Linked DNA regions of Mus musculus: region 1 is linked to region 2. Evidence: chromatin contacts called from public Hi-C data. All regions are on one chromosome and are shown on one strand. The core of a region is the stretch at or near the end of the contact, and the rest is flanking DNA. Distances in the headings are between cores, read along the strand shown.

Region 1 (3,568 bases), core at 448-2,947, 5.3 Mb after region 2:
TACAAAATCATACGTAGGAAATATGCACCTGAGCTGCACAGACACTGGGCCGGGAAGAGGGTTTGGGTAAAGGGTGAAAGTGTGAAGACTGAGCTCAGATCCTCAGCACCGTGGAAAAGGCCAGACATGTCAGTGTGTATCTGCAAACTGGGGAGCAGAGACATGAGGATTTGCTGGCCATAGAATCTAGCTAAATCAGGGGCTGGTGAGATGGCTCAGTGGGTAAGAGCACCCGACTGCTCTTCCAAAGGTCGGAAGTTCAAATCCCAGCAACCACATGGTGGCTCACAACCATCTGTAACAAGATCTGACTCCCTCTTCTGGAGTGTCTGAAGACAGCTACAGTGTACTTACATATAATAAATAAATAAATCTTTAAAAAAAAAATCTAGCTAAATCAATGAGCTTCTAATTCAGTGAGATGCCCTCTATGAAAAGATGGGATGGAGGGGCTGGTGAGGTAGCTCAGTGGGTAAAGACGCCTGCTCCCAACCCTCAAGACCTGAGCTTGCTGGGAGAACTCTCTTAGTTGTCCTTTAAGCTCCACTAGCCTCTGAGCATTGTGTTGACATTAATATTAATGTTAATATTGTAAAAGTAAAATGTTAATAAAAGCAACAGAGGAAGGCATTATGTACCTGAACACACACTTGCACATAATGCATACACTACACATATATACTACAAAAATAATAAACGTGACTGGGGTAATAGCTTAAATTAACTTTTTCACAATTACACCAAATCATAATGATAATTACTACTGTAACTAATAATAACTGTTATTATATTTATTCATTTATTTTTTAAAGATATATTTATTTTCTGTATGAGTACACTGTAACTGTCTTCAGACACACAAGAAGAGGGTATCAGATTCTATTACAGATGGTTGTGAGCCACTATGTGGTTTCTGGGAATTGAAATTAGGACTTCTGGAAGAGCAGCCAGTGCTCTCAACTGCTGAGCTATCTCTCCAGCCCCTATTTGTTCTTTTATTTACTTGGTTGTTCGAGACATAAACTTTTCCCCAATTGTATATGTAATAATTAATTCGTTTTTCCAGACAGGGTTTCTCTGTGTAGCCCCAGCTGCCATGGAACTCATTTTGTAGACCAGGTTGGCCTCAAACTCAAAGATCCGCCTGCCTCTGTCTCCTGAGTGCTGTGGTTTAAGACGTGTGCTACCAAATTTACAAAAGCTTCACATATAATCTGTAGTGAAAAATTCCTATCTTATAGTAACTTGAGTCGCTGAATTTATTAAGAATGGACTGTCACACGATGGTTTAACAACTGTCAAATTAATTCAGTCCAAACGCTGGTTCCCCAATCGGCCTCTACTTCATTTAACTTTGCTGGACAATTACTCCACATTGCAAAACGCCTTGGGAATTATTGCTGCTGCAAATCTACAGCACCTTCTAACTGGAAACAGACCGGAATAACATGTTGAGAAGGCAGGAGTAAAGCTTCCAAACTAACCCATTAGCAATGATCTCTTGAATTTTCTTAATTTCCATCAAGACCAACCCACAGGAATTCCAGTGAGAAAACTGTAGTTGTCAGAGCGCGCTTCTCAAGGCATCTGACATCATCACGCACAGACACTCAAGGAGAGTCAGGGACCCGCCCTAGCCTTGCCTCCAGCTGATTGGCGAGCCCGGGCATGGTCCAAGGTGCCATTGGCTGGCGACCGACAGGTCGAACCCTCCTCAAGAAGCCTCCCCAGAAAGGAAGCTTCCCCACCGCGGAGCAGCTAGACGTGCGGGCCGTCTCAGCTGTCCACTGGGAGTCGCCAACACCCTCGCTCGGGTCCCAGGGCCGCAATCACTCCTGGAGACCTCCAGCGCTTCTTTCAGAGCCACACGCAGGGCAAGTGGTGCCACCGCGCGCTAACCTGGCGCGGCCGTGACGTCAGGCTTGTGCTAGATTGGCAATTGGCTGGAGGCATGTGGCGCGGACGGACACTGGCGCGAGCGATTGGATATGCTGTTAGAGGGCGGGGCCTGGAGGCGGAGCATGCTGCGGAGAGGATTGAAGTACAGCTCTCCGCACAGCTTCTCAGCACCTGCAGCCGGAATCTCTGGTAAGCCTCCCTTCTATTTGGGGAAGGATGGCGAGAGGGGACCAAGAAGGGTGGGTGGCTGTATGAGGCTGAGGTGATGCGGTTTCCCAGCTTGACTCGCCATGGTGGCCTCTGACGTTCGGGGCTGGGTGCCTGGTCCTGGAAAGCGTTGGGTGGCCGACTGAGTCCCATCGGGTTCTCAGGGTTGTCCATGGAAACTCCCTGACGAGCGATTCAGCAGTCGTGAAATGTAATGGTTCATAGCCCTTGGGGAGTTGAGTTATAAAAAGGGACCTGAGAAAAATCTGTTCTTCCCTCCAGTATGGAGTACTTCACTTGTCTTCTTCCAAAAATGAATAAATAGGTCTACCCCTAAGCTTTCTTCTAGTTTAAGAGTGCTTTGCAGGTGTTGTGGTTGGTAAACGTCCACGTGGGTTTATAAAGAGATGGAAACGCGTCTTCGTTATGTGTCTAGATCTTTTTCTTGAGTTCGGTGATGTGCATTTGTACTTTAAACATCTTTAAGTGGGTGAGAAAATATCACTTTATCCTGTGATTCTGAAGTTCATTCTTTATATCCTGGCATTAGGAGTTCAAGATGTTATTTCAGAAAGTTTACAAATTGCTCACATTTGAAAACTGCCCTAGAGAGGATTTTAAATTAGTTTATGAATGTTGTAATTGAAGTCCACTTTCACTTCTAACAGTGTTTGTGTTAGAATGTCAAACTAATACAATGACTTTTCTCTGTGTTAGTGTTCTAGGTCAGATCAGACATTCTGTCACAATGCCTGAAATAAATACCAGCCATCTTGATGAAAAACAGGTTCAGCTTCTAGCGGAGATGTGTATTCTTATTGATGAAAATGACAATAAAATTGGGGCTGACACCAAGAAAAACTGTCACCTTAATGAAAACATCGACAAAGGTACTGTCTTAAAGTATTCTTTGTTATAAAGTGACTTGTCTGGACATTTAGCTAAGAAAAATCCTGAGATGAAAGGAATGCTTTCTCTTCTGGGGTTTGAAGAGGGTCTCACTGTGTATAGCTCTGACTGGCTGGTTGTCACAGACATCTGCCCCCCAAGTACTGAGAGATTCATTTCTTAATGCTGTCTTACCTTTCATTCCAGTTAAATGGTGTGTACAAGTAAAATCTACCTTTCTACCTCTCCTGTAATATTTCCCTCCACTAAGTGGCTTCAGAGTTATTTGGGGATCATAAAGAAGGAATAGATATTATCATAGTTCTCAAGTCTGTCTTTCAGAAGATTAGAGAGAGGAGTAGGTATTGAAGGAAAATATGATCCTACACACACACACACACACACACACACAGCAGGATACCAAATGGTCTGGGTTCAGCCACAGAGAACTTCATGTTAGAAGACTGGGAAGCAGCAGAACTGTCAAAATATGATTGAGAATAATCATATTCTCAACTTCAGGAGGGAAAACCAGACAAATAGCTGGCAAAATCTGACCAATCATATTTGTTTT
Region 2 (3,486 bases), core at 110-2,609:
TCATTCTGTCTTTACTTGTGTCTAATTTGTCCTCTCTGCAACCTGTCCCTTTATAACTGTCACAGTAAAACTGCTTCCTCCTCCTCTTCTGTACTGCCTCTTAAATAGCTTCCCTTCCCTCTCTCTTTTGAGAGCTGGGTATAACCTGGCAAACCTTTCTCTGATTCAGTCAAGCCACTCAATTAGACATCACTGTTAAACATGGGTGCTTCCTTCTAATAAACTAGTTTTACCTTTGGAATCAAAGGTGTGCACTTAGGGTGTGCCTGTATTCCAGCAAGATTAAAGGTGTGTGCTAAGGGCCGAGGCACAGCACAGCTAGTTCAAAGCCAGTGGAGCTTGATGTCCAAGGGGCCTGCAAATGTTGCTTTAATGGTCCTGAGGGTTACTGGAAGGTCTACTTTGCACCCTGACAATTCTGTTGTCCAAACAAAACAAAACAACTCTGAAATTAATTAGATTCAACAAAGTTTTAACAAGGATCAGGATCCAGAACCAGGCAGCACACCAAAGATGGTTCAGAAGCCCCACCTCTAGTGTGGTAATTGCATGTAGAGGCTGAAACACAGCAAACATACAAAATATAGTGCAATTCAGCATTTGCCTTTATAAGCACATTTTGGCAGCCTTCAGCCTGAGAGACTAGTTGAAGCCCAGTTGCTTGGGTACCAGGGTTATCAACTCTTAAATTTATAACCTGCTTTGCATCACAAGCTAGAATGCGGAGCATTATATAGGAAAGCCATTCTGGACCACATTTTACCTAAAGCATGGATACCAGTTTAGAACACATTTATTTGTTCGAACAGAACCATACAAGTTTAAAGCAGGGCACACAGAATCCTGAGGTCTTCCCAGCCCCGCGCGGGCAGGGGCAGGGGCAGGGCCAGGAGCCAAGCTGCAGAGGCAACGAGGCTGCCAACCTTCGGAGAGGCTGGCGTCCTCACGACTTGGCCCCGCTCGGCCAGGGCGATGCACGTACACCTCTCAAAGTCCCAAGGGCGGAGCTTGGGCTCCGTGGCCCGAAGCCTAAACAACCGTGCTCCATCTCACACCTTGGCGCGAGAGTCAGGCACGTGGTAGCCCAGCTGCAGTTTCCGCCTTGTTCCTCCTATTCAACTAGACCCTCAGCTTCGCATGTCGCCGCCCATACCACAGGAGCACAAGACGGGTGAAATTTAAAAAAAAAAAAAAAAAAAAAGCGCAAAACCGGAAGCCAAGATGGCAGCAGTCCGCCCTTCTCTCGCGAGAGGGGAACGAGGGGGGGAGAGGTGGGGTTAAGGAAATTCACCAATGAGAGAGCAGGATCCCCTTGACTGACGGCGCCGTCGGCCTCTCGCACGCCCCGCCCCGGCGCCGGAGCTCGCTCTCCTCACCCCGCGCTCTCCCCGCCTCCCCTCCCTCCCCTCCCTGCTCTTCTCTTCCCGTTGAGGTGGCGGCCGGCCTCTCCTCCTCCTCAGCTCCGTTTTTCCTCTCCTCGCTTTTTCCCTTTCCCCCCGACCCCCGGGGCCCAGAGCGGCCGGACTTCTCGCTCCCTTCTCTACGGCGGCCTCCGAGCCCCCGCGTGCGCTCCTTTCCCCGCCATGAATGAGGAATACGACGTGATCGTGCTGGGCACCGGCCTGACGGTGAGCTGCGGCGGGCTGCGGGGAGACGCGGCCGGCCGGCCTCCGCCGGGCCCGGGGGCGAGGGCGGGTCCCATCGGTGTGCACGAGCCTCGCCCGCGCCCGAACTGCCGGTGTCTGCGCCCCCTTGGGGGCCGTCCCCACTCGCCCGCGTTGAGTCTGGGATAGGGAGGTCGTGGCTTGTTGGGATGCAGTGATTTGAAGGCGTCGGTAGTGTGTTAGGGAAAACCAGGATGTGGAAGCCGGGACGTGTCCGTGGGAAGCCTGCCCATTGGGAAGTTGAGGGCAGAACCGCCCAGCAGCCGGAGAGAGACAGCCTCGTCCTCCTGCAGGAAGGAAGAGGACCGGGAAAACAGCTTGTGCTCCTTGCACTTCCCCTTTGGGTGAATGACCTCTCCCGCTTGGAAGCAGGCAAGCCCTGGACCGAGCGGGAGGGAGTCGCTGCTGGCGCCTGCACTTCCTATGTAAGTGGCGAGTAGCAGCAGCAGCAGCAGCAGCAGCAGCTTACTCAGCTAGTCTCAGGGCGCAGAAAGCCAAACAGAAGGATGATCGCTGATCGATAATTTGTCCTAGAGTTTGGCCAACTTAAGTTTCTAGAGAAAATCATGAAACGAGTTTCTTTAGGAAAAAAACAAACACCCTTTTTCTAATTGCTTCACTGCCCTCTCATCCACTCGCTTGAAATGGGAAATGAATTTTCTCAAAACTTGTCTGTTAAATACTTTTCACGTCCGGCCCGTGCTTCCCTTTTGTTTGGTTTATTGCGTGCCGCCACAGTTTCTTGAGAAGGGGGAGGCTAAGTTCTCTGTACTTGTTACACTTCTGGGAGGTTAGAAAATAAATGCGCAGTGTGAATGTACTGGTATGTAAATGTAAGGCGGTCCCTAATGCTCCAGTACGTTTTCGTCAGTATCTATCTGCTTAAATATGGGAAAAATATAGACAGGTTTTTATACTTTGTGCTTTCCCCCCGGCCCCCCACTGTGACAAAAGGGCTGATCTTTTGCAAAAAGGAGTTGGGAAGAGAACCGACCATTTTGAATATCAATTGCGGTGTGTGTGTGTGGGGGGGGTATTGAATGTGAAATTATGGGTAAATTACTTCATCTGGAACATTGATGTATGGATCCCATATGTCTATCCATCAAATGTCCAAGTCATTTAATAAGAGCCCCACGGCTTTCGACTTTGTTGAAATGCATTGGCATTTCTTTCTTTCTTTTTTTTTTTTTTCCTCGAGACAGGGTTTCTCTAAGTAGCCCTGGCTGTCCTGGAACTCACTTTGTAGACCAGGCTGGCCTCGAACTCAGAAATTCGCCTGTCTCTGCCTCCACCACCGCCCAGCTTGCATTGGCATTTCTTAGAATCAAATTAATATCTTTAAGATAAAATACTCGGAAATAACTGTTTTAGAGAAAACCTTCAAGATTTTTTATTCTACTTTTTTTCTTTTAATACTTTTAGGAAAAGCTTATTTTTCTCTTTGAAGTGATGAATGATTGCTAGAAGAGATTATTGAATTCTGACAAGTTCTCACCTTGTAGCTCTGGTTGTCCAGGAATGCAGAGCTCTGCCTATCCCTGCCTTCTGGGTGTTGGGATGAAAGGCAAGGCCAAGATGTTCTGCTCAAGGCTCAGTAACATGTGACTGCCCAGAGAGTAGACTGGAGATAGACATCATTGCTCACCTACAAGGCCATCTACTTAACTTTGAATGAATGACTGAATTTCTTTTATTTTTTTGAGGCAAGATCTTTCTCTGTAGCCTAGCTATACTGGAACTCCCTATATAGATCAGGCTGACCCTGAATTTAAAAGATATTTCTACCTTCTAGCCTTCCCAGTAGTTGGTCAGTGCTTGG

Evidence for each region. A called contact is a pair of places that touch in the nucleus more often than the background predicts.
Region 1: a contact with region 2 is called in a Hi-C map of B cells, with 5 read pairs. The contact joins the promoter of Idi1 here to the promoter of Gdi2 in region 2. A contact is called at or near these places in 1 of 39 promoter capture datasets (pre-B cells) and 1 of 484 Hi-C or Micro-C datasets (B cells).

What each region holds. Positions count from the first base shown.
Region 1 is chr13:8,883,909-8,887,476 of GRCm38.p6, forward strand. It overlaps Idi1 (isopentenyl-diphosphate delta isomerase), which reads left to right and starts at 1,698. Exons shown (of 5, transcript NM_145360.2): 1 at 1,698-2,088; 2 at 2,824-2,996. The coding sequence starts at 1,952.
Region 2 is chr13:3,536,716-3,540,201 of GRCm38.p6, forward strand. Gdi2 (guanosine diphosphate (GDP) dissociation inhibitor 2) reads left to right here and starts at 1,360. Exons shown (of 11, transcript NM_008112.4): 1 at 1,360-1,628. The coding sequence starts at 1,584.